Regions from separate parts of the Bombyx mori genome. Here region 1 is linked to region 2. The links are chromatin contacts, called in public Hi-C maps. All regions are on one chromosome and are shown on one strand. The core of a region is the stretch at or near the end of the contact, and the rest is flanking DNA. Distances in the headings are between cores, read along the strand shown. Region 1 overlaps LOC101744670 (exosome complex exonuclease RRP44). Region 2 has its middle 5.5 kb from the start of LOC101744381.

Region 1 (5,503 bases), core at 1,149-3,648, 310 kb before region 2:
AGTATAAGTCGGACCATCCGATGTCCTTGATCACGAAACTAAAGAATTAGGAGGAAACTCTTCTTTATTATTAGGAGATGCGATTAAATTGTTTCCCAAGCATTGTCTTAATTCTGTATTCGTCGTAATTCTGTCAAGTGTTAACATAAAGGTATGTGAGCTTTAATTAGGAAAAAGGATAATTCTAATGTCCTACCTCTCCCAGACCCAGGCCACTCTTTCGTTCGGGCGAAGAGGTTTATTTCAATGTACTCAAGTCTCCAAGCTATCGACCGAAAAACATCCGTTTTCGGTTCCATATTGGCTATTGACAATAACCCAAAAGTATTCCCAGTTAATTATGAGATTTTTCAGGTTATATCATGGTCTCGTCCCGTATCCCGAACCGCAATCGAACGCGTGGCTCGGGCGTTGGGCGTATCATCGACAGACGTCGTTTTGTTCGCCGCAACGGATGCCTTACGAGCATTCTTTGAACAAGCACACGGGGACCCGCCTGACATAGTACTCACAACAGCTAGGGCCGCTTCAGAAGATTTCCTATTCACTTTCGCGGAGGGCCAGGGGAAGATGTATAAAAAATCACAAACTGGTGGTGAGTGAAACTTTACGGGAATCAATAGCCTAAAAAGTAAATCTGTTTTATTGTACGACTAGCTGATGCGGCAGACTTCGTAGTGCCTCAATCGATAAATAAAAGACCTAAACTTTTGTATAAAATTAACTGAAAACAAACAAAAGAAATCCGTCCGACGGGGGACACATCAAAGGAAAAACAAAATTGTTATTTTTATTTAATTCCGAGCATTTTCATATTTATCTACCTTTTAAACCTGGATTTCTCTGGATTTCCACAAATAATTCAAGACCAAAATTAGCCAAATCGGTCCAGCGGTTCTCGAGTTTTAGCGAGATTAACGAACAACAATTCATTTTTATATACATATATATAGATTGTCGCTGCTCTGGTGATAAATTTATAGTGTACATTTCGATGATTTTCCAGGTATGGTCTGTCTGACCCTGCCTATAGGCGCGAGTCCACGTCGTATCGCCGCCGTAGTGGAACAAGCGTGCAATAGACAGCAGGCATTGGCCGGGGCCTGGGCGGCCCAGGCTCGATGCGGTGCATTAACTAGAGCTGTTCCTTCTCCTCTCGCACGATTAGCATTGAATATACTGTCAAGAAGATACGCAGTGTCTTATGCGGAAATCAACGCACCTCTCAATGCCAAACAACGGGCCACACTGTGGGGTCAGACTGTCGATCACGTTATCTATTGGCGCCCGCCTCAGGCCAATATCAGTAAGTTCTAGAACTTAAGCTTCGACGACGTAATGATAAACACCTAAATCAATTTTCTAGGTTGTGAGTGATGTTATAAATATTAACGGTCTTATTCATAATAAAGCTCTTAACAAAGGTATAACCGATATGAGTTAAAACTTCATCTAAGGTTGTCAATCATTCGAAAACTTTTTTTTATACCGTAATATGTAATTTTTTTTTAATGATTTATATTTATTATATATTGTTAATATTATTATATTTTAGTGAGCTATCGAAGCCTTATAAGCTCTTTTAACCCACAGACGAAACCCATTGGTTTCTCATGGGATCTACTCAATCCGTTAGAGCGTTCGATAGGAAGGAAATCAGCTTAGAAAGTCGAGAAAGGCTTGTGTCTGCCTATAATGGTATATACATGCAAGACTTAAAACGCAAAACAAAACAAAAAAACTTATTACATCAATTTCTTTTTTTATTTTAGTTATCGTAAATTTGGATATTGCTACTGCCGGGTAACAGCTACCCAACTATTCTTGATCTATTTAGTTTTCTTTATTATTTATTATTCATATATGTATTTTTTCAGAAAAAGGATATGATTTGATTAATTCCGTTTTGCTAAAGCAAAATTACCCTTTAAACAAGAAAGCGAACTCTTTTGCTATAGTAATAGGTATAATAGTGTTATAATAGTGTTAACTATACCTGAGACCTTAGAACTTAATACCAGGTGGGCTGTGAGCTCATCCACCTACCTAACCAATAAAAAATAAAAATAAAACCTCCGGATCGACTGATCAAAATAGTTCCTTTGTTGCAGGTATGTCACTAACAGTGATACAATACGGGGAGACGGTGAGGCTGGCCGTGATGGCGGACGCGAGGCTGTCTCCGTCACATTCCGCCCCCACCACGCGATGGCCCGTCGCAGTCGAGCAACTAATCAATAAAGTCGATACGGAAATATCTCGCATAGCCACAACACTACAGCCCGACATCCCTACTGCGGTCGAAACTCGAGAAGCTGACGACACTTACGAGGCAGAAACGTCGCGTGACGTCACCAGCTCGAGCGGACTGAGGCCGCCGGTTTTGACAGCTGTCAGTCCGCCGCCATTGCGACGCAGAATGACGCACCACTGACGAATTCGTAACAATTGCGACGATGCAGTGCAATATACACTAGTCGACCGAAGCAAGTTTTAAGTTGCGAGGGAAAGAGTGAGGCAACTTTTTAATGTAATGTAATGTAATGTGGGACTGAACGAATATGACTATGATCTTAAGAGAAATGAGATTCAAATATTTTCAAATTCTAAATACTGTATACGAGCAATATTAAAATCAATAATGTATTGAACGATACATAATTTTGACAAAACAGAAGACTGATGATATTTTCTTTTTAACAAATAAAGAAATCAATTAAAATATGCATTATTAAGGATAACTCATAGAGCTGAATCATGCTAATAGGTTCACCTAAAAAAAGTACTACGTTAACGTAAAAAATACAGTGGAAAATTGTGAACCAACTTTTTTTGAAGTCGGTTAAAAAATAAATTTCAATAATACAAAATGCACAGGATTCACAATATAAAATACCATATTTTATTACATTTTGTATTTTATTTCACACCTCATTTCCTTCTGGATTTCCTCTTTTTACTGGGTTTCGGGGCAGCGGCGGCTGGGATCTCTCTCTTCTTGTGAGTCTTTTCCGAGCTTGGCGCTGCGGTGTCTGCGACGTCGTCGACTTCCATGTTCCCCGCGTCCGGCACGTAGCTGAAGCCGGGCACGTGCGGCTCGACCAGCTCGAACACGAGCTTCCTGTGCTGAAGATTCGAGCTGTCCAAGCTGAGACGGACCGTTAGCTCGTCGAACGTTTTCAGCACGACGTCCCCGCATTTCTGAACGTGTTCCTGCGAAAATGCGAATGCGAATGTTAGTGTTGATTCCGGTGTCGTACTAGAGTATTTTTTATTATTATTTCTGAATACAATATTTTGACAAACGACATGGCGCCACTAGTGTGAACTTGTGTGAGAAAAATGTACTGTTAAAAAAAGGTGATTTCCCGTAACCACTTATGGGCGGACGGCTCATTTATAGATCTATATACATGTAACATAAAATACATTTCACCAGATCTCACATCATTGACAATGACAATAACAGCTCAGTTTCTTTTCTACGCACCTCTTCATTATACGTGAATTTTTCAGATGGTAAATACAGAGGTCCTTCCAGTCCATATTTAGGTATCAATACTTGCAGGGCGTTCCGCTTCACAGCCAGTACAACTGCAGACTCTATTTCTACTCTGTTCTTGAATAAAATCTGAAAGATATTAACAAAATAATTCATATATTTCATTTAAAAAAAATATTTATTTCTTCTTTGATTTGTGTCATGCTTTCTTCTTAAGACAAACAAACATCTAATATATAAAATTCTCGTGTCACAGTTTTCGTTGCCATACTCCTCCGAAACGGCTTGACCGATTTTGATGAAATTTTTTGTGCTTATCCGGTATCTATGAGAATCGGCCAACATCTATTTTTCATCTCCCTAAATGTTAGGGGTAGTCCAACCCTAAATTTTTTTTTTTAATTTTTAGACAAAAATTTTAATTACAATTTTTTTATGATACAACATACAAAAATACATACAATCCTCAATTTTCACCCTTCTACGATTAACCCTTATTTTTTAATAGCCATTTTAGTAATTTAATAATTTTTCCTCTCCGGTCGAAAACTGATCAATCGTCATTTAATTAGTTATCCCCGCCAGATGTCTACAGGTGTCACTTCTCACCCTGTAAACAGCACGGAGTAGGGATGTTACCTCTACAGTTTTCGGCTATTATTAGTGTTTATGCTTCAAGCGTAGTAGTTAAACGTTTTTAGTTCATCGCCTTGCATGTCAGATGGAAAATCTACAAAAAAAATCCCTAAAGATTTCACTAACGATAATATCACAAATGTCGACGGATATCCAATATATCGTCGAAGGAATACAGATTATGCGGACAATCATTTATTAAAAACATCAGCAACACAGACATTGATATTGACAATCGTTGGGTCGTGCCATATTCGCCCCTGCTGAGCAAAACATACAATGTTCATACTAATGTTGAGTTCTGCAGTTTTGTGAAGAGCATCAAATACATTTGCAAGTATGTCCACAAAGGCAGTGACATGGCGGTATTTAGAGTGGAAAATATGAATGTACCATGGCACACAAACATTCGCTTGAGGCCTTGAACAGGACATTGAAAGATATTAAAAACAACGACAAACTATTTGGTGGCACTCTGTTAGTCCTTTCAGGTGAATGATGAAATCAACGCCTGCTTAAAATCATCTACATTGTGGCGTAATGTTGAAATAGTACAGCTGAAAGTAAATATGCGCGTTCAAATGCTTCAAGATCCATCCGCTGAAAAATTTTCAAAACAACTCTTAGATATCGGCGATGGAAAAGTCACTATAGCTGAAACTGGATACATAAAATTAGCGAATGATTTCTGCACTATCATTGATTCGCAAAATGCTCTCATTGAACAAATATTTCCCGATGTACACACGAATTACATAAATCTCGAGTGGTTTGCAGAAAGAGCAATGTTAGCTGCAAAAGATGTGGATGTTGACATTTTAAATCTGAAGATACAACAGTTATTGCCAGGGGACTTGGTATCATATAAATCTATTGATACAGTTTGCGATGACACTGAAGCTGTAAATTTTCCAACAGAGTTTTTGAACTCACTGGATTTGCCAGGCATGCCACCACATAATTTACAATTGAAGGTTGGATCTCCAATTATTTTGCTTCGTAATTTGAACCCGCCACGGCTATGCAACGGTACGCGATTAGTCATTAAAAATTAATGAAAAAAGTTATCGAAGGCACCATTTTAAATGGCAAGTTTCGAGGTGAAAATATATTGATAGCACGAATACCTATTATACCCACAGATGTGTCAATTCAATTTAAGCGTATTCAATTTCCGATTAGATTGCCATTTGCAATGACTATTAATAAATCCCAAGGCCAAACAATGTCTGTTTGTGGCTTAGATTTGAGCACACCATGTTTTTCACACGGACAATTATACGTTGTATGCTCTCGAGTGGGTAAATCATCAAGTTTGTTTGTATTAGCTAAAGACGGGCTAACAAAAAATATTGTTCACGCTGC
Region 2 (5,655 bases), core at 2,074-4,573:
ATTAGCCAAATCGGTCCAGCCGTTCTCGAGTTTTAGCGTGACTAACGAACAGCAATTCATTTATATATATATATATATATATATATTATGTATTAGTGTTTATTTTTATTATTTTTATTGTTATTGTCTATAGTATCAATAATTAAATTAATTAGATTGTACTCATCTACCCACTCATGTAAAGCTTTCCTTCTTTGAGAACGGTTAGCTGGTAGATAACTCAATTGTTGAGTTAAGCTCGCCATTTTTTATATCTTATCGCAATTACTGTATTATATTAACAGTGTGTACAAATAAAGAATAAATAAATATATGCGGGCGAAACATGCACCATACAAACAAGTGCTCAAAATAGAAATGAGGCAAAATGGGTGAAATTGGTTTGGTAGGCTAAAAAAGGGACACTAGTATGGACGGATTTCGGGAAAGCGCATAGACATTGAATACTTTGCAGCTTTCAGATATCTATATGTTAATACGTGAAGCAAAAACTTTGTACCCCTTTTTACGAAAATTGTACGGACGGAGGAGTATGAAATTTCCCACACTTATAGAGTGTATAGAGAAGGAGTGCAGAATGCTAATATTAAAAAAAATATGCATTAATAATACATTAAATTAATGAAAAAAACATTACACACTACCATGTATTTGATACAGACGCATATACACACATACTCTTTGTTTACTGTCAAATTTTTATTATTGCTTAGTCTGTGGTCAAATTAAGAATAGGTTACATAATATTGTTTATCTTTAATATTATTTGTATAGTGTAGTCTTGGGGAAATCTGTGATTATAGAAATCTATTAGTCTTTGTTACTTTGACAATAGAACCGTAATAATGTTCAAGCTTATAATTTCAATTAATTATAGTCGAATTTCGACTGCTGCGGGACCACTAGTTACTGATAATATGGTGTTATTAGTACAGTGCTATAGATTATTGCGATACTATGGCTGTCATTCCTTTACCAAAGCTTAGAACGGAAAGAATGCAAAAAAATTGTGTTGTCAAGAATGAATTGCAACAAACCCTTTTCAATGAGGTACTAATGTGTTTACGACTTCTCGAGCCCTTTCATAAAGTAGGCATCCTTCTCATTTCAATAACAAAGTGTGCTTTTATTACATCCTTTCCATTTTATAACCGGTATCGAATAAGTTTTTTAATAGATCTATTCACTAAAATCGCTCATCATTTACACCCTCTACTTGATGACTATGAGACCAGACAATTTCCAGATTATCAGTTATTTAAAAAGATGTTTTTGATATTACTATTGAGACCTTGCTAACATCCTGTCTTCTGTAACAGCTGGACTAATTCCTACCAGGTAGGCTGTATGCTCTAATACCTACAGTGGTAATAAAACAAAAGTGAATACAAAAGTCAAAAATTAAGGCGAGCTAGGCTTTTAATTCGACTAGTTCTAACCTAGCGGGATTTTAATTCAGAGTGTCAACTTAGATGATTTGTAAATTAAACAGACCAAATAGTCAGCGTCCGTGATTCTTAACTCTAATGTTGTCTTGCTGTTTGTACTGCTTGCCAGCACATTTCCCACTGTCTCAAAAAGTGTTATTGAACCTGTTCCTATACCGAATACCGATTCATGGGTTAGGTTGCACGGCGAACTCTTTGTCGAGTTCGACGAGTACGGTTACCGGAGTCCTTAAGCCTGCTCCTAGTGTTAGAGCTGAAGGCGTCTAATGCAAAGGTTAATCACAATATAATGTACGCAGCAGCGTCAGATAATGATTTCTCGAATGCAGGTTCTACTCTGTTTCGATATAAAGTTAATGGACCACATGTTCGAAACTGTGTACCAGAGATTTGAATGTATATAGATTTTATGACACAGCAAAAAAGAGAGTGATTTCAAGAAAATTATATTGGTTCCACTTAAGGCATGCCATGTCGTAGATAGCTGAAACATGAGTGTACGAGTAATATGAAAAATATCCAATATTGAACGCGCAACTTATATTTATTTTTAGCATATTTCATTTGCAATATGAAATTAGCTTATAAGCTATAGCGAGCGGGAAGGTCTTACACGGAGTTTTCGTAGACTTTAATCGAAATTTACTCTTGATTACTCCGGCTCCGTCCAGTATTGTTGAAATAAGCTTAAATATTTGAAGTTACCATTATTAAGTATCTTCACAATAAGCTTATAATACTACGTAGCAATATAGCAGTACAATATAGTACTACTACGTCCAAATATAAGCTTAGCTGAGTTTTAAAATATTCCTTTTTGCTGAGTCAATCGGTTTTACCTTGTTTGGGGGTTTTACAAAAGGGATACCAGACGCGTTAAATAAAATAAACAACATCAAAGTAGCCGTTACTTTGGGAGGACAATGTAACCGGATTATAGGCTTCGAATGTTAACTCTTCTTACAAAGCTACAATCTGCGAAATAGTACAAACCCAAACCTTCTGATTTTAAAAGTTCCTTGTGAGGATTTACTTTTTAAAACCCTAGTTTTAGGATATCGATTTATAATTTCAGACGCAGACTTTGGTCATGGTCAAAGTATGAATTTTATAAAATCGATTTTTTTTTTTGTTTTATTTTTCTTCTTCTCCTTCCCTTTGGGCTTGCAAGGTATATGTCGGCAATCGCAAAACGGAAATTGTCATATGGTCTTTTCTATTACTACATTAGGTATATTTTCTGTAGTACCGTTAAAGTGTAATTGTTTAGTGCAAAAACAATAAAAGAATTAGAATCAAAAGCGAAAATTTTAGTGGTTTATCGTTCGGTTTATTTTCGAAGCAGGTTTTTGTGAATATTTATGGTGAAAATCATGAGCAAGTCAACCCTCAAGTTCGTGTCGGATACCTTCTTGTAAATAATTTATTTGCTTATTTTATGCTTCAAGAACTCCTGACCTTTGAGAGGAACTTTCGTTGAGGGCTGCCTTAAAATATGTAAGGGTACCTTTAGTAACTTAATGAGCTTTTATAACGGAAGTCAAGTCTCAACGTCAGGTGTCAATTCTCATAATTGATATGATATCAATAAATTCACGATCCACCCGATGTTAAATGGTTTACTGGAACATCTATCACGTACGTATCACAACGAGAATTACCAAATCACAATAACATAAAAGCTCATTCTTTTTGTATTGCCTTTGTTATGCTTACGAGCTTTCGACCGTTGATGAGCGGTTATCCTTGCTCTTAGAAATCAGTACTAAAAAACTAGGTACCTACCCTCCCGCAAGCCTCGCTTGTAGAAGGATACGACGTCATGGCGCTCAGGTAACACCGAGGAATCAAGTCAAAATCTCAAGTGTATTGTATAACTATTGACTGAGCCCGGGAGGATGAGAGATAGCGGTATAGGCTTAGCTTACGCGCTACGATCAGTAGATAAAGTTGTTCAGTTTGACAAATATGGACCATTTTGTTCGTTATAATTTCGTAGCTATCAACACGCTGTAGACGCATTGCTCGATACTTTTTTTTATTTTTTTATTGCATAGATGGGTAGACGAGCTCACAGCCTACCTGATGTTAAATGGTTACCGGAGTCCATAGACATCCACAATGTTAATGCCGCCACCCACCTGGAGATATGAGTTCTAAGGTCACAGTATAGTTACAACTGTAGTCTAGACAACATTTTTGTTGAGTTCTTCAATTTCTGGATGACCTTTCGTAGGTCATGTACTTTTTAACGCCATTTAAAAAGAAATCAGGCTTATATAAGCGCTTACATGTGTTCTGTGGGCTCGTCGTCTACTTCGAGAGCAATAAATCCTAAGAAGCCTCATATTTTTAATTCAATACATTTTTTTTCTCCTTATTAATATGTAGTTGGTAGCATACAGAGCTATTCAAACTACGTGCGGCCGGCAATCCACAATAATAGTACATATTTTAAATACGAAAGCAACTGTCTTTCTCTCTCTGTCTTTCTTTTCTGTCTCTTTCTCGTTTAAATCACTGAATCGATTTTGACGAAACTCGGAATGGATATTGTTTGAATTCTTTGAATTATGTTTGAATTACTTTAAAATAATTATTTCTGAATACTTATCATTGCGTTATCGATGCACATTGCATTCCGATAGAGGCACCCGTCACGTGCGGACGTGCTCATCGTCCACTCGATCGCCCGGTCTTTGTTCGCCCGGCTTTTGTTAGCCCGGCCATTGTTCGCGCGGCCTGTGTTCGTGATACATCTGCCGACCAAGTGTGTTTCCTGGAAGCTTTTATTTGTTTTGTTTTAGTTATTTTTGTGTTCGTGGAACATTTGCCGACAAAGTGGTTTCCTGCAAGTATTTATTTGTTTTGTTTCTTTTCGTAATTTCTGTTTTGTTGTGCTTTTTCTTTGTCCTGTAGTAATCGCGCCGCATTGCCACCTGTGTTCAATAGAACCGCTCAGGTCCGAGAAGTTGGGGCCTCGCCGCAAGGCGAGTGTCTTCAAGACCCGGGGCCGCCCCACCTGGGTACTCAGCGATCATGGACGCTGTATTCGCGGAATTCCTCCGACTTCGCCACCCACAGCTCGCCTCAGAGTTTCTGGCCTTCAAGGCCAATCACACTGCGAGCCCTCTCGAGGACTCCGCCGCGCTCGCTGCTCCTGCGTCGCCTGTACCTGCGTGCAGAGCTTCTGCATTGAGCACCGCAGCCTCTGTCGTGCCTGCCGCTCCCGTGTCGCCTATACTGGCGAGAAAAGCTGCTGCGTCGTCCGCCGTGACCATCGTTTCAGCTGAGCGATCATCCGCGGCCTCCGTCGCGCCCTCTAAAACACCTACACTTGCTCGTAGGTCGCCTGCACCCGCCTCCTCGTGCTCCGACTCTGACTCGGACATGGAGGTCGACCTCGCCCCCGCCTCATCGACGGATGGATTCACCCTGGTACAGAAGGGTAAGAAGCGTGCCGCGGAGTCTCGAGCTCCCGCGGCCGCTAAAATTAGCAAAGCCGTGAACGCGTCGCGCCCACGCCCTCAGACTCCCGTTGCGCCCCCAGCCCGTGCCACTCCGTCGCCGCGTCCGGTGGCACAAAATAAAACCCAGACCCCTCCCCCGGTTATCCTTCAGGAGAAGGCAGCTTGGGATCGAGTTTGCCTAGCCCTTAAGGCCAAAAATATCAATTTCACGAATGCCCGTAACCTCGCGAACGGCATTCAAATTAAGGTTCAAACACCCGACGACCATAGGGCCCTCTCTTCTTACCTCCGTAAGGAGCGTATAAGTTTCCATACGTATACGCTCCAGGAGGAGCGCGAACTCCGCGTTGTAATACGCGGAATCCCTAAAGAGTTAGATGTAGAGCTCGTAAAAGCCGACCTGTTAGAACAAGGCCTACCAGTGAATTCTGTGCACCGTATGCACACCGGTCGCGGTAGGGAGCCATATAATATGGTTCTAGTCGCTCTCCAGCCTACCCCCGAGGGTAAGAAAATCTTTAACACACAGACCGTCTGTAGGCTCTCTGGTATCGCTGTCGAAGCCCCCCATAAAAAAGGCACTCCTAGCCAGTGCCATAACTGTCAATTGTACGGGCACTCTTCCCGTAACTGTCACGCGCGCCCCCGATGTGTTAAGTGTTTGGGCGATCACGCCACGGCCCTCTGCGCTCGCGACCAAAAAACCGCGACGGAACCGCCTAGCTGCGTCCTGTGTC

Evidence for each region. A called contact is a pair of places that touch in the nucleus more often than the background predicts.
Region 1: a contact with region 2 is called in a Hi-C map of middle silk gland, with 8 times the contacts expected there. The contact joins two enhancer-like sites. A contact is called at or near these places in 4 of 7 Hi-C or Micro-C datasets (middle silk gland, midgut, posterior silk gland and 1 more).

Annotation. Positions count from the first base shown.
Region 1 is chr9:11,142,761-11,148,263 of ASM3026992v2, reverse strand. It overlaps LOC101744670 (exosome complex exonuclease RRP44), which reads right to left. Exons shown (of 15, transcript XM_038013090.2): 14 at 3,491-3,631; 15 at 2,880-3,213. The coding sequence ends at 2,932. It overlaps LOC101744812, which reads left to right. Exons shown (of 9, transcript XM_038013092.2): 7 at 355-595; 8 at 1,007-1,306; 9 at 2,112-2,908. The coding sequence ends at 2,434. Among protein-coding and RNA genes, the nearest start is that of LOC101744812, 15 kb to the left of the region's middle. Within about 2 kb of position 2,398, at least 8 of the 8 cell types and tissues checked have open chromatin away from gene starts, as enhancers often do.
Region 2 is chr9:10,828,684-10,834,338 of ASM3026992v2, reverse strand. No RefSeq gene overlaps it. Among protein-coding and RNA genes, the nearest start is that of LOC101744381, 5.5 kb to the left of the region's middle. Within about 2 kb of position 3,323, at least 6 of the 8 cell types and tissues checked have open chromatin away from gene starts, as enhancers often do.